2 separate regions of the Sus scrofa genome follow, and region 2 is linked to region 1. A link is a contact called in public HiChIP or PLAC-seq data. All regions are on one chromosome and are shown on one strand. The core of a region is the stretch at or near the end of the contact, and the rest is flanking DNA. Distances in the headings are between cores, read along the strand shown.

Evidence for each region. HiChIP or PLAC-seq counts read pairs in DNA pulled down with a chosen protein or histone mark.
Region 2: an H3K27ac HiChIP or PLAC-seq map of alveolar macrophages shows a contact between it and region 1. The contact joins the promoter of TP53 here to the promoter of KCTD11 in region 1. A contact is called at or near these places in 2 of 5 promoter capture datasets (fetal liver and liver), 3 of 47 Hi-C or Micro-C datasets (embryonic fibroblasts, fetal liver and subcutaneous adipose tissue) and 2 of 2 datasets of contacts at active chromatin or transcription factors (alveolar macrophages and skeletal muscle).

Annotation. Positions count from the first base shown.
Region 1 is chr12:52,695,116-52,702,261 of Sscrofa11.1, reverse strand. It overlaps KCTD11 (BTB/POZ domain-containing protein KCTD11), which reads right to left and starts at 4,107. Exons shown (of 1, transcript XM_003358250.5): 1 at 1,297-4,107. The coding sequence starts at 3,311. The coding sequence ends at 2,613. It overlaps ACAP1 (arf-GAP with coiled-coil, ANK repeat and PH domain-containing protein 1), which reads right to left. Exons shown (of 25, transcript XM_021067819.1): 20 at 7,097-7,146; 21 at 6,384-6,556; 22 at 5,890-5,999; 23 at 5,690-5,800; 24 at 5,298-5,347; 25 at 3,516-4,977. The coding sequence ends at 4,877. It overlaps TMEM95 (transmembrane protein 95), which reads right to left and starts at 1,143. Exons shown (of 5, transcript XM_021067820.1): 1 at 843-1,143; 2 at 545-601; 3 at 314-394; 4 at 194-214; 5 at 1-56. The coding sequence starts at 1,011.
Region 2 is chr12:52,951,188-52,958,333 of Sscrofa11.1, reverse strand. TP53 (tumor protein p53) reads left to right here and starts at 4,548. Exons shown (of 11, transcript NM_213824.3): 1 at 4,548-4,659. WRAP53 (telomerase Cajal body protein 1) reads right to left here and starts at 3,660. Exons shown (of 10, transcript XM_003131944.4): 1 at 2,921-3,660; 2 at 2,675-2,773; 3 at 2,457-2,568. The coding sequence starts at 3,324.

The DNA of each region.
Region 1 (7,146 bases), core at 2,858-5,357:
GCAGTGCACCTCGAAGCCCTCGCAAGTGGAGCAGTTGTACAGGGTGGTGCTGCCCCCTGCAGGAGACAGCGGGACCAGCGCTGGGTGGGGAGGCCTGGGCTCCACCCTTCCAGAGTCCCACACTTCCTCCCTCCTTTGGGGCCCCCCCGCCGCAGGCCCCTTGCCGGAGCTACCCCTTCCCCTTCCTACTCACGACAGGCGGGAGCGCAGAGAGCTGAAATGAGAGGCAAGGAGAGTGGGGGTCGATAAACTCAGCCACACACTCCTTTGCCCGGGTTCCTAGGCACCCCTCGATCCCTCCCTGCATCTGTACCTTCCCTGTTGTACTCCGGAAGCTTGGTCTTTTGAAGCCACCGCCAATATGCAGGGAGTGGGGAGAGAGACCCTTTGATCTCTGGGGAGGCAGGGAGCAGCTATAGTGCCCAGGGCCTCCGCAGGAGCGGTTCCCCCAGCGTCTCCCCATCACAGTCTCCACCTGCCTCCCCAGCCCCCTCCTCCGGGGCCAATCCAGGTCCCTAGGTTGAGCCTTCTCCCTTGACCTCACCCACAACCCTCAGGACTCTGTGGGTCTTCTCCGTGACTTTGTTCATGGACGTGTCATCTGTGGAGATGAGAGGGACGGGGGATTCGCTCAGCAGCCCAGAAGAAACTTCTGGGGCCCTTCCTGACTTTTTCCCAGAGTCCCAGGAAGCTCTCCCAGGGGGAGTGGCCAGTGCGTCCAGAAAAGGCTGTGGACGGAGGAGGAGGTAGCTGTGGCACAGCTGGGAAGCCAGCTGGGTGCTGCCCCCCTTGGGGCACAGGGGTGACTATTGCTGGACCCGTCCCTGGATGTCTGATCTTACCTAAGGCAAAGGCCGGAAAGTTCCAGGAAGCCTCACAGTCCTTCCACTGGGCCTCCATCTGGCTGCAAAGCTGATGCAGGCGGCCGGACAAGCCGTGATCTGGGAGGCGGCAGAAGATGCAGGCCTCGGCAGCCGCCAGGAAAATCCCACCCAGTACCAGCATCCACATGGGGCCCAAGGAGGAGAACCGGAGGGGTGCTGGCCTCACCTAGGCTGGGAAGGCCTTGGAATGCTCTGTGACCCTGGTTACAGCCCTTTGCCTGGAGGTTCTAGAGTGTTCCGGGACAGTTGGAAGTTCTGGAGCATCCCAGAACAATGCCACTGCTCCATCCCTGGCGGGGGTAAACCTGGGGCCCAAGGAACTGGGCACCAGAAGATACCTCTAGTAGGAGATGGGCAGAGAAAGCAGGGCTTCTGCTGTACCCCCAACCTGGCCCTCAGCAGCCTTTACAAGTTCGCGGTTCTAAAAGCAATTTTATTTGTCTTCTTGTAAATCGTGACCAGTGATAAATAGCAAGCGACTCCCCCAGTGAAGAAGTCGTTTGTGAGTATCCCATCCCCCAGGGACCCAGAAATCCCATCCTTTTCCATAGCCTCCCCCACTCTCTCAAACTCCTCTGTTCATCTCTCTGCCCTGGACAGCCTTGGGCCTTCCCCAGCTATCTCCTAGCAACAGGCTCATGGTTGCCCTAGCAACCGAGAGTTCTATACAGGGCTCCAAGGCCCGGCTGAGCCCCAGTGACTTCTCTCACTTCTCAGCAGCAGAGCCTAGTGACTCAAGGCCCGGCAGGCTCCTCCTGCCGACGTGGTGATGTGAGACACATGTGTGCACGCACACCTGTGATTAAACTAATTCTCAGTCTGCTTCCACCCATGGTGCTGGCACACCTGGTGCCAGAACAGTTGCCAGGCAACCCCGAACAAGCCTGCACATGAAGAGCCCGCAGAAAGACCAGCACACAGACACCATCTCCAGCAACACAGATGGGAGCCAGGAGGTGAGGGCCCCACACATCATCTGACCCACTGGCTGGCAGGCACGTACACATGCCTGAAGCGAAGGAAGACAGGCCAGGACCCAAGAACGTGCTCCCGCCTCCCCCCTGGGCAGCCCCACCATCAATATGGGGTCTTTTAAGATGGGAAGGATGCTCCAGCCCCACAGTTAATGGGGATTCTCCTAGCTCCCTTGTGGCCACCTAGGGTGGGGCGTAGCCTTTCTGTCTCCCTCAGTGGTGGCTTGGGACATGGCAAAGGATCTCCCTTCCCGTGTGTCGGAGTGTCCTGGCCTCTCCTTGGTCAGGCCAGGCCAGGCCAGGCCACCAGCTCCAGGAGAAGTCACAGTCTAGGAGACCACATTAAAGCAATCCAAAGACCCTCTTTCCCCAAACCCTGAGGGTCCCTCCACAGGTCTGATAAGCCCAGCCCTGCAAGAGAAGTGTCTCCACCTTTCCAGACCCTGAATACCGAGCTCCAAGCAAGGAAACACTGGAGGTCCCCAGGCTCAGAGGAGAAACAGCCAAGGGAAGCTTCCCTACCCCTCCCAGGATTAGCATCAGTCCAGACCCTCTGGTCTTGTGGGCTCTGGTTTGGGGATTGCTGCCCATATCTGGGCTCCAGTCAGGTGCAGTGGGACTCCTGACTCTCACAGCTCCCCAAGCAGAGCCAGGAAGAGGCCTCAGGAGAGCCTTCATCCCTTTTGGCACCCCCTTCTTTTTCCCCTTCCCCCCCGCCCCGGTCAAACGGAGGGCAGCGTTCCCAGTTCAGTTCTTAGTGCCGAACGAAGCGCAGAGATCGGGAGTTGAGCAGATCTTCGGGGTCAGGGAAGACGGAGTCGAGACGGAAGCCGTGCTCCAGGGCCACCCGCAGCACCTCCTCCAGGAAGCTCGGGGTGCCCACCACCTCCCGTGGCTCTCCTGGCCCCCCAGTCCACAGGGGCTGCAGCCCCAGTCTCTGGTACTCCACTTCCGGGAGTTCCGAGGGGCGGGGGGCCCACTCCAGACGAAAGTGTGGGCCTCCCTCCGCCCTGTCGTCATTGGCCACACCAAATCGGGCCCGCATGGCACCCAGACACTCGGGGTCGGTGCAGAAGAGGTTGGCCCGGAAGGTGTCCACCTGGACAGAGCTCAGCTCATAGTGGTGCGGGCCCCGGCGAGCGGAGAAGTGCACCAGGCGGGGGCTGCTTTCTACATCTGCGTGGAGCAGGGCGGCTGTGGGTGCCGGGGTCCCCCGAGATGCCTCTAGTTCCCGCAAGGCATCCAGGAGAGGCCGGATCTGGTAAAAGTCAGCCTCTGCCCGGAGAAGCGCCGTCTCCCCATATCCACGGGGCAAGTCCAGGCGGCCCAGCCGCAGAAAGTTGAGGATGTGCCGGAAGGCCTTGCCATCTCGGTCGATGAAGTAGTGGCCACCTCCCTGGGGACTGAGGTTGGGGGTCATGGGGGTACCGGCCCTAAACATGGCCCCCAGCATGGAGTCTGGGAATCGAGTCAGCGTCTCCAAAGTGGTGGAATATAGCGTGCCCCCCACATTCAGGGTCACAGGGCCCCCAAAGGCGGGGGGCGGAGAGGGCACAGGAGGAGGGGAAATTTTGAGGAGTACTGGGGACACCGAAAGAGAAGAAAAGGCGGAACTTCCTGGGTGTGTGCAGAACTGGGGCGTAAAGTTCAGGCAGTCTCTGGGTCGGAGGCACAAATTGGAGTACAAGGCAGCAAGATGTGGGGCTCACTCCAGCTACTGTGGTGGGGGAGGGTTCTGGGCACAGAAATTCCGGAAAGATTGGGAGAACGGATAAAAACAGCAGAGGGAAGCCAGAGAGGGACGAGAGATTTAGGTCCGATTCCGGGGGTCAGCGATTCCTCTATGTGGTCTTCAGACAGTGGGTTTCCGAAATCCAACCAGCAGGTGACGGTGGCGAGCACAAGGCCGACTCTTTGAAGGGTCAGGTTTCTGAGCTCTGGGGCAGAGCGCTGTCGCTCCGGGCGAGTCGATGCAGAGCTCCGGGAGCCAGTCGGAGGCCGGGCCTGGCCTGGCTCCGGCGCGGGTTCCAGGAGATGGAGGAGGGGCTGACCGGAGCCGACACCGGAGGCTCCTCTGTGTCCGCTGGGGAGCGAGGATGCACGCTCAGTCCGAGCTGGCAGTGTCCAAGGACTCCGATGGAAGCAGCCGGGAGTCTCGAGACCGGGCGCCGCCGCCTTCCCCCAGTGTCGTCGCAGCCGCTGAAGTCCTCTCCGCCCCCAGGAAGTGGCCTAAGGGCAGCGGCCGGGGGCCCTTTAAGAGGCAGCCCCGCCCCCTGGGCGCCCCGCCCCCCGCCCCCGCCGGGCGAGCGCGGCTTGGGTGGTGGTGGGAGCCGAGAGCGGCGAACCGGAGAGACGGGGCGGACGGGCTGGCTAGGCGGACGCTAGCGGGGGTGGGGTCCTGCGGGTGACTCAGGCGCGTCGTTCCGGATGTGGCTGCGACGGCCCCGCCGGCCCCCAGGTGTGCTAGACCTCACGTCTGCATCTAGGCTGGAGCCGGCCCCTCCTATCTCGCCGCTCCGGAAACCGAAGCCTGGCCGTCGGGGGCTGGGGACCAGTTCCTTCCCAGTCGCTCCGCAGGGAATTCCCGAGGGGGCGGGTGCTGAGCCGCCGCATTCCAGGGATGCCTCCGGGCCTGGGCCGGGGTGGCCTGAGCCAGCCTCGCCATCCCAGCCATATGCCAGCACCCCCAAGGGAAGGCCGGGCCCAGCCCACGCGAGCGGCTTCTCCCCACCCGGATGGGTCTGGCCACGTCGCCTGAGCCTACGTGCCCCGCGCGACTCTCAGACTGAGGCCGAAGCTCCCTCTTCTTGTTCCCCTTGTTCGCCCCTCCGCCCCTCGTGTGACTCAAGCTCGCAAACTCCCAGCCGCTCCTGCACCCCAAGAGACGCAACGCCCAACTCCTTGCCAGCCTGAAGGGGCTGCCCAGTAAATGAACTTTGAAGAGCAAGGCACAGAGGATTTAATGGCGAAGGGGCGGAGGGGAGGAGTAGCCGGTGCGGGGCCCTCGACGGTCTGAGATCATAGCGTGTGGAGGTCATGACTGCGCCGCCTCAGCTTCTCGGGGTCGTCAGATGCCATGAGGGAGAAGTCTCGGAAGATGTCGAGATACGTCTCATCTCCTGAGGGGAGGGAGGAAGGGCTGGGACGCCGGGTGGCTGGGCGCTAGCACTGAAGCGCACAATGGGGACAGCCCGGCCTGGTAAGAGCACGCGCTTCCAGCGTGGGTGGAGGGGACATCTGCGCTGTCAGGGCAGCGCCCTCGCCTATTCTTTGCTCTGTTTCAAGGACCTGGCGCGTAGGATGTGCCCCATCCATATCTGTTGACTAAATAATGTAATTAACCAAAGAAGCTGAGCACAGGGGGTTGGGGACAGGTCACCAGCGACCAGAAGCCCAGAGTTACAGTGTCGTGTGGGGGCGGGGGTGGGGGGTACTTTACCAGCCTGGCCCTGGGCCGCATCGGCCTCTCTCATCTTTGCCAGTCGGAGCCTGTAGGGAAGGGAATTAAGGAATGAATGACATTCTCTTAACAACCTACCCCCCCAACTTCCTATCTTTTGAGTTGGGAGTTTCATTCATCTGTTTTGTTGAAAAGATGCCTAACGACAATATTAACGAACGTTGCCTCTCTCAGAATAAAGTCCCCTTCCTCGGACCCTGCCCTCCCTCCTTCTCCAAGCCTCAGTCCATCCCTGGAGCATCCTTTCTCTGCCTGGTCCAGGAGCTGGCCCCGCCCCTCCCGGGCCCCGCCCGGCAGGCGGGGGTCTCCGCCTCAGCCCCGCCTCCAGGGGAGGGTGCAAGCACGAGCCCCGCCTCTCCAGGCGTCCTCACAGAGTGACGATGTCAGCGTTGGCTTTTTCCACGGCGATGGTCAGGGGGTCTCTGCCTTCAGAGTCTCGAGCTCCCAGATCAGCCCCACGTTTCAGGAACAGGCAGGCCAGCCTGGACGAGACGGCCACATTCAGCCAGCGCCTCGCCCCGTCTGGGGCCTTCCCCGCCCCAAGGCCGTCCGTCATCCTTGCCCCCCCTACCCGGTGTGGCCAAGAATGGTTGCGTGGTGAAGCGGGCCCCGGCCCTGGTTGTCCGCTTGGTTCACACTTGCCCCGTTCTGGAGGAGAAACTCACAGGCCAGAAGAGAATTCTGCAGAGAGAAGCAGAGAGGGGCATTTTGAGAGGCACATGTGAGCATCGGTTAGAGTGGGGTCCGTTCAGAGGCCGGGGATGGGAAGGGCAGGCTCTGCTCTAGCTCTTTACGTGTGTTCGTCCATTAGATTCATGGAAGGACTTCATGAGCTATGTTATCTTCATTTTACAGATGAGGAAGCTGAGCCACAGGGAGGTTCCTAACTGCAAATGGTAGGAGTCTGGATTCAAACTCGGGTTTGTCGGCCTCCAAATCTCACACTCTTTGCAACCAGTCTCTATTGGTTATAGCCCCTATGGGATGGCAAGAGGGGCAGGGGCGGGGACCAGGGTCAGGCGGAGGGGAGGGGAGGAGGGGTGGGGAGGTGGGCGAGACTCTCACAGCAGCTGTGGCCTGGATCAGCGGGGTGGCATTCTCCTGACTCGCGTTGACCCAGTTGACATCGGCTCCGTGGGCGAGGGCATCAGCCATGGTGGGAAGGGACGGAGGATGCCCAGCAGCTCGAAAGAGCAGGGCCCCAGGGTGCAGGCTGCCCAGGTCCTCAGAGGGTGGCTCTGTGAGGGGAACCAGCCTTGAATCTGGGAAGAAAGCCCTCAGCAGTCCCCGAATGCTGTCATAGGACAGGTCACTTCTCAACTCTGGGGAGGCCTTCTGGGCTGGAGGTTGTGGCGGGAGGTGACAGGGGTGTGTGTGAGTGTTTGTGGGCAGGTCCCCTGGGGTGCACGGGAGAGACAGCCTCCTTCCCCTCTTCCTGTCCAACCACCCTGACCGGCTGGGATGTCCGGGGAGCTGACGGCCGGCCTCGGCTCTCCGGCTCCCTCTGTTCCCGCTAATCCCACACCCTCCTCCCAGCTTTCTCCTGACTCGACACCCTGCACAGCCCTCCCTGCCTACGCCCAGCCCCCCCAGCCCCCCCCTCGGTGCTTCTCATTCTCCACAGTAATCCCTGAAACGCTTGCCTGGTAAAACCAGGGCTGCTGTGGGCCTCCCCACCCCTGTTCTCAGGCGGAAGGCCTGGGCCTCAGCCTGTGCGTCCCAGCTCGCCAAGCACACAGCAGGCGCTCGCTGACTGCCCAGCCCAACCACCCCTATACCTGGCTTGGATCTGAAGCTCCCCGGCCGGGGCCTGATGTTCCCCGGCTTT
Region 2 (7,146 bases), core at 3,299-5,798, 260 kb before region 1:
CTCGTTAACCTTTCTTGGGCCCCCCCATTCCCACTGGTCACCATTCCATTTCTCAGCTCCCTTCTCAGCATAGGAAACCATTTCCAAAGAATTGCCTCTCCACCCACCCTAACTGCCTTCTGCCTCCATCACTTCTCTGAACGTGCTCTGGTCAAGGTCACTAATGTCTTCTTGGATCATTCTATAAATTTGCCCCCACTCTCAACAGCATTAAACGTGACTCTGGAGGTCCCTGGTGGCACAGAGAATTACGGATCCTGCATTGTCAGTGCAGCCACTTGGGGTGCTGTTATGGCGTGGATTCAACTGCTGGCCCAGGAACTTTCATTTGCCACACAGCCACAGCAAAAAACAAAAAAAAAATGCGACTTGTGCCTCCACTTTCGTAATTTCTCCTGCACCCTCCTCCATACGCCGGAGCATTCCAGGCTCTGCTTGAGCCTTCTCCTTCTCCATCTATGCTCTCTCTCAAGACTGAATCCACTCTCAAGCCACAAGATGCTCTCCCACTCCCAAACTACATCCCGAGCACCCTTCTCAAAGTCTCCCCTTAGATTTACATTGCCGCGACCTAAAAACCCTTGACTTCCATCCCAAGAGCTCTTCACTTCCCAAGTGAACTGTATCTCCATCCACCCCACTGGCTTCGCAGTCCCACAAAATATACTTCAACTCCACCCATCTCTCTCTCTCCTGATGCCACCCCAGCCCAAGCCAGCATCGTTTCTCGCCTGGACTATGACAAACTGCGTCTTAACAGAGTCTCCACTCTTGACCACTCACAGTCCATCAGAATTCCCTGGTGGCCTGGTGGTTAAGGATCTGGCATTGCTACTGCAGTGGCACGGGTTCAATCCTGGGCTTGGGAACTTTCATGTGCAGCCAAAATAAATGAGTAAATAAACTTCAACTATCATTTCACTCTTTTATTTTTTATTTTTCTTTTTATGGCCACACCTGTGGCATATGGAAGTTCCCAGGCTAGGGCTCACATTGGAGCCACAGCTGCTCGCCTACACCACAGCCACAGCAACGCCAGATCTGAGCCACATTTTCGAATTATGCGTGCAGCTCATGGCAACGCCGGATCCTTTAACCCACTGAGCAAAGCCAGGGATGGCACCCACCTCCTCATGGATCCTAGTCTGGTTCTTAACCCACTGAGCCACAATGGGAACTCCCAACACTCTTCTCTTTTAAAACTCTCCCATGGCTTCCCAGAGGCACTCCGAAGGCCCCACCCACAAGATCTGGCATCAGGCATGGTGGCCTTCTTTCTGTTCCTTGAACACATGAAGTTCTTTCCCAGCTCTGGGTTCTCTGGGTTGTTGTAGCATCTCTGCCCCCTTCTTTTTTTTTTTTTTTGTCTTTTCTAGGGCCGCTCCCTCGGCATATGGAGGTTCCCAGGCTAGGGGTCGAATCAGAGCTGTAGCTGCCAGCCCACGCCACAGCCATAGCAATGCGGGATCCAAGCCGCATCTGCAACCTACACCACAGCTCACCGCAACGCCAAATCCTTAACCCACTGAGCAAGGCCAGGGATCGAACCCGCAACCTCATGGTTCCTAGTCGGATTTGTTAACCACTGCGCCACGACGGGAATTCCCACATCTCTGCCTCTTTGTGGAGCACTCTTTCTATACCTCTTCACATGCCGATCTTGTCATCCTTCAGGTCTTAGCTCAAATGTTTCCTTTTCAGAGAACTCCTCCCCAGCCACTTTATTTAAAGTGGTATCCTCTGGTTAATCTCTCCTCATTCTGTTTACTTCCTTCACGGTATATATATATATATATATATTTTTTTTTTTTAAAGCCCGCACCTGTGGCCTATGCAGGTTCCCAGGCTAGGGGTCGAATCGGAGCTACAGCTGCCGGCCATAACCACAGCCACAGCCATGCAGTATCCGAGCCGCATCTGTGACCTACATCACAGCTCTCGGCAATGCCAGATCCCTCACCCACTGAGCAAGGCCAGGGATTGAACCTGCAACCTCATGGTTCCTAGCTGGATTCATTCCCATTGCGGTATTTAACAAATACCCCTTCATGGTATTTGTTAAACTCAATAATGAACTTGACTGCTTATTGGGTAACATGTTTCCCACACAAGAAAGCAAACCAGTTCTTCATCTGTCTCGTTCATCACTTCACCCCAACACCAAACACAGTAGGTGGCATATTAGTGGTCATTCAATAAATATCTGAAAGTCAATTAAAAACTACGGAGAGAAATCCACTACTCCTTTATGGAAAACATATATTCCTAATGAAAGATAAGCCAAATATCACTTTAAATGACTTCGGAACTGACGGCCGAAAATGCTACCTGTGGAAACTCACGGTGAAAAAATACCCTGTTTGTGACAGGAAACATGTGGACTGTACTTTCTCCATCTACAGGCAGGACTTAAAAGTGCCCTGGCTGAGGAAGGGGCAGTTAGTCCCTACCCTTACCATTTCTGCGTATTCCAGCTGCTCCCCCTCACTGTACAGCTCTGGGGGCAGGTTATAAATCCGCAGGACGTTATCAGCACTATTGGTCAGGATGCAGGAACCATCAGGGGCCCTAGGAGTAGGAGAGAGAAGCCTGGATAGACCTGTATCTTGCGAGTGTTGGGCTTGAGCTGAGCAGACCTGTGGCAGAGGTGAGCCCCCTCCTCATCCTTACTTACCACTTACAGCCTTTCAAGAAGTTCTCAGGTTGGGTGCTGAACTCTGACCAGGAACCGCTAAGAAACCGGGGTAGCTGCGAGAAGCTGTAGTTCCAAGTGCTGGAAGGAAGATGGGGAAGACAAACCTGGGTCGCCAAAGCCAAGGAGAAATGGGCCTGGAGAAGTGGGGCTGAGGACTGGCGGATGAGATATATCTCACATTTCCAACCTCCTCAGATTCCTGAGCCAACTGCCATCAGCACTTACGTGTATCCCTCATCCTCTGGAGCGGGTTCCTCAGACACATCTTCCATGTCTTCTCCCGGCCCCAACTCTGGCTTGTTCGTTTCTTCTGCAGGAAGGCTCACTTTTTCAGAAAGTTCTTGCTCCTCGATTCGAGGGCTCAACTCACTAGGAGTATCAAACTCAGCTTCCAACGGAGTGGAGAGAGAAGCTGGGTCCCCTTCCCCCAGCTCCTGGGACACGGCCGAGCCAGCTCCAGGATCCGGGGATATCCGGGGCGCATCATCCCCATCGGGTGGCGGTGGCGTCTGTTCAGGGTTCGTATTTTTATCCATCGAGGAAGCCTGAGGAGAGAGACGGGCTGCAGCTGGGGCCTGGTCTGAAGGAAGGCAGTCCGGAGCTAACACTGGCGCCTCCGGGGTCTTCATACTGCAGAGGAAGCACGGCAAACATTGGCCGCGGCCAGGCAATCCTCTTCCCGCCGGCTACCAGCTGCCGGGCCTGCGGAACGGCAGAGACCGCCGTAAGTTCGCACGGATCCGGACGCAGAACTGGAGAAACCCAGCAGTGCCTTCTTTCTGCTCCCGGGATAGGACAGAAAACAGCCCCCCGCCCCCAGGCCTCGCGAGGCGAGGCGGGCGAACAGGAATGTTGGAGAGCTCGGCGATCCTTAGCCCTGTCGGTGGCTACGCGCCACCTGTTCTCGCGGGATTTGGGCCCACCATTCGATTGGACCTCCGCATCCCGGATCAGACTTCGCGGGCGACCCACAAGAGGGGCGGGGCAGGGACGTAACAGGTCACGGGTTACCGTTCCCCTCCAGTCCTGAATCTCCTAGTGCCTGCTGGGACTTGTAGTCCGAGAGCTTCTGAGTCAGGGAGATGTGTCTGAGCTCCTCGCGCTATCATTCTTCAAGCACCTACTCCCCTCCCCACCTGCAGAGGGCGCGAGCGCTATATTTGTTTTTACGGGGTTTGAACCTGTTTTGCATCTCAACTCCTCAGACCTCCGTCTCTTTTCATTCATTCAATAAATATTTATCATTGAGCTCTTCTTTGCTACCCAGTACTGTACTGGAAAAGACAAGAATGAATAAGATAGTAGGCAAGGTCTCTGCTCTCCTAACGCTTAGGTTGCTGTGTATTGAAGGCAAGGAACAAATTATTTCAAAACGTGATAGGGTCTAGGAAGGAAATTAAACAAGACAGTGTGATACAACGTAACTAGGAGAATACGTTAGCTTGGAACATTAAGGAAGGTCTTCCTAAAAATTGACATTTTAGCTAATGAGGAACTATCCAGCCATCTGGGAGAGCAGAGTTCCAGGCAAAAGGTGCAAAGGCTGTCTTTCTTTCACCTTCATGTCTGACTCGGGGACAAGTCTTTCAAAATGGTTTCCACCAATTCTGTTCTCACAGATCTGGGTTGTCGAATTTCTTCACCGCAAACTGTCAGTAGCTACAAAACCAACACAGCAGGAATCCTGACTCCCCTCACCCTCACCACCTCCGTCCGTCGCCACCGCCCGCAGGGTAATTGCTTGCCCTTACTTGTCATGGCGACTTTGTGCCAGGAGTCTCGCGATGGTTGCTGGGATTGGGATTTTCCCCTCCCATGTGCTCGGACTGGCGCTAAAAGTTTTGAGCTCCTCAAAAGTCCAGGGCCACCATCCTTGGCGCAGGTAGCTGCTGGTCTCCGGGGTCACCTGACGTCCCGTCTCGAGCGTGCATCCCAGGACAGTGACACGCTCTCCTGAGCTTCGGGTAAGCTCTTAACTGAGCCTGATGAATACTCTATGAGTCATGGGCTCTCGGGTCTGTGTATTTTCAGCTCAGAAGAAAGGAGGATGGAGGTGGAGCGAAAGATTTAGTGATTTGGGGGGGGGGGGGAAATGGAAGTTCTTCTAGCGGCATCAACAGAGGAATGCAATGTTGGGAGGCCTGAGTGTAGATGATAGGGATGTTAGGACCAACCGAACTAAAAAGCTGAACACCTGCGCCGGGTAGTGGGGCTTTGGGGAAAACTTGAGCCTGCCTAAGGGGTTCTTCCCCACCACCGCCACCACCCCATTTCAGTACCCGGTGTGGGGGAGCCCTTAATAAGACACACAAAGCATCAAGGTCCGAGGCTTTGGGATCTTGGAACTTTGGGGATTTATGGCTCGAGATTTTAGTGCGTATGGCATCCCAGTGGAACCCTGGACTCCATTCCGAAGTGGTTATCCGGAGTGCTCCGGGAAGTCCAAGGTGCTAACTTCCGGACCTTTGTCCTTTCTTGAGTGAACTTTCCAACTGGCCTTCAGCGCCTCAGGATGGAGAAAGTCCATTTAAAGGCTGTCAGTTGTGGAAATGGGACATGCTAAACAAGAGGTTTGCCCGCGAAGCCTCGGAGGAGTAACCCGGCCGGAGAGGCCCGGGAGCCCTGTTATTGTTTGGCTCTGCATTTACATTTCTGCCACTCGCAGGAGCATTTCCGGTTTCTTTTCTTCGGAACAGCCCACTATTCACCCGATGTGAGGGAAGTAGAAAGAGAAAAGGTCTTTTAAACTGGTTCCTATTGCTTGCTGCAAGGGGCTGTTAACCCCCTCTACCTTTTTTTTGTCCTTCATGGACTACTTAGCCACCGCTTTTGGGAAGGAAAAAGCATTTGTTATGATGCAAACCTCAGTCCCTCCCCCTCTTGTGAATGGTGTGCTCCTTCCTGGTTGTCTGCTAACCAGGCGGACGCTACCATTGCCTGGGGCGGTTTTCTTTTCTTTAAATATCAGAAGGCAAACCTTGGGTATCTTCGAGAATGGGTACATCTGAGATTTAAACGATAAAAAAGCATAACGATGGGGTTGTTTGTTTGTGGCAGAGAAACAATTTCTTCTGTATCCGGCTTTGGGCTGAGCCATCCCCATTTTCGGACGCAGAATGAACGTCGTGAAAGCGGAAGGGGCGGGGCTTGGAGAGGGGCGGGGACGGAGCTCCCAAGTGCAGCCCTCCGGTCCCGGCTAGTTCTCGCCTGCGGGAGGCGGCTTGACCCCGCGCGGAGTCCGTCGAATGCTCTCCTGGGGCATCTTCACCATTTAGGGCGCGGTCGCCTACCTCGCACCTGCTGCGAATCAGACTCTGTGGGCGGTACTTACGCGCTTTTTTTCTAAATCGAGGTAGCATTTACACTCACCTCCTATCAAAATACAAGTCTCATGCTTCTTTCCAGTTTATCTTTAACCCTCCACCTTCATTTTGATTTCTGTCCTCATGGAATAGTTTTGCCTGTTGGAGAACTGCTTTATAAATGGAATCATACAGGTCGTGCTCGTTTGTGTCAGACTTCTTTCCTTCAGCAAAATCTTTGTAATGCACCCATTTTATTGCATGTGTCAGTGGTGTATCAGTATCTTGCTCCTTTTCATTTAATGTGTTGCACTGGATGAATAAACCATCCATTGTTTATCCATTCTCCTCGTGGTGGCCTTTTGAGTTGTTTCCTGTTTGGGATTAGTTTTAATAAAGCTGCTCTTGACATTCTTGTACAGTTCTTTTTGTGGTCATATGTTTTTATGTTTCTTGGATATATACTTAGGAGTAGAATTACTAAGTCATAGAGTAGGGAATACATCTATGCGTTTTTAAATTTTATTTAAAAATTCTGAAGTTCCCACTGTGGCACACAGGGTTAAGGACCTGGTGTCTCTGCAGCAGCTCAAGTGGCTGTTGTGGTGCAAGTTCCATCCACGCCTGGCTCAGTGGGTTAAGGATCTTACCCGGGAACTTCCATGTGCCACAGGTGCGACCATACAAAAAATTTTTTAAATAAAAGATTCTCATTATTCAAAGTAGTTGTACCATTTTACACTTCCACCAGCAAGATGTATCCTGCCTCGGTGTTTGGTTTGTCAGTGGTTCTAATGTGGCATATCACTGTGGTTTTAATTTGCAGTTCTCTGTTAACTGTGTTCAGCAATTTGTGCTTAATGGCCATTTCTGTGTCATATGTCAGGAGGCTGTTCAAGGAGTTCCCTTTGTGGCTCAGGGTAATGAACCTGACTAGTATCCATGAGGCTGCGGATTCAATCCCGGCCTCACTCAATGTGTTAAGGATCCAGCCCTGCTGTGGTATAGGCCGGAAGCTGCAGCTCTGATTGGACCCCTAACCTGGGAACTTCCATGTGCCGAAGGTGCTGCCCTAAAAAGACCAAAAAAAAAGAGAGAGAGAGAGAGGCTATTCAAGTCTTCCCCATTTTAAACATTGGTTTATTTGCT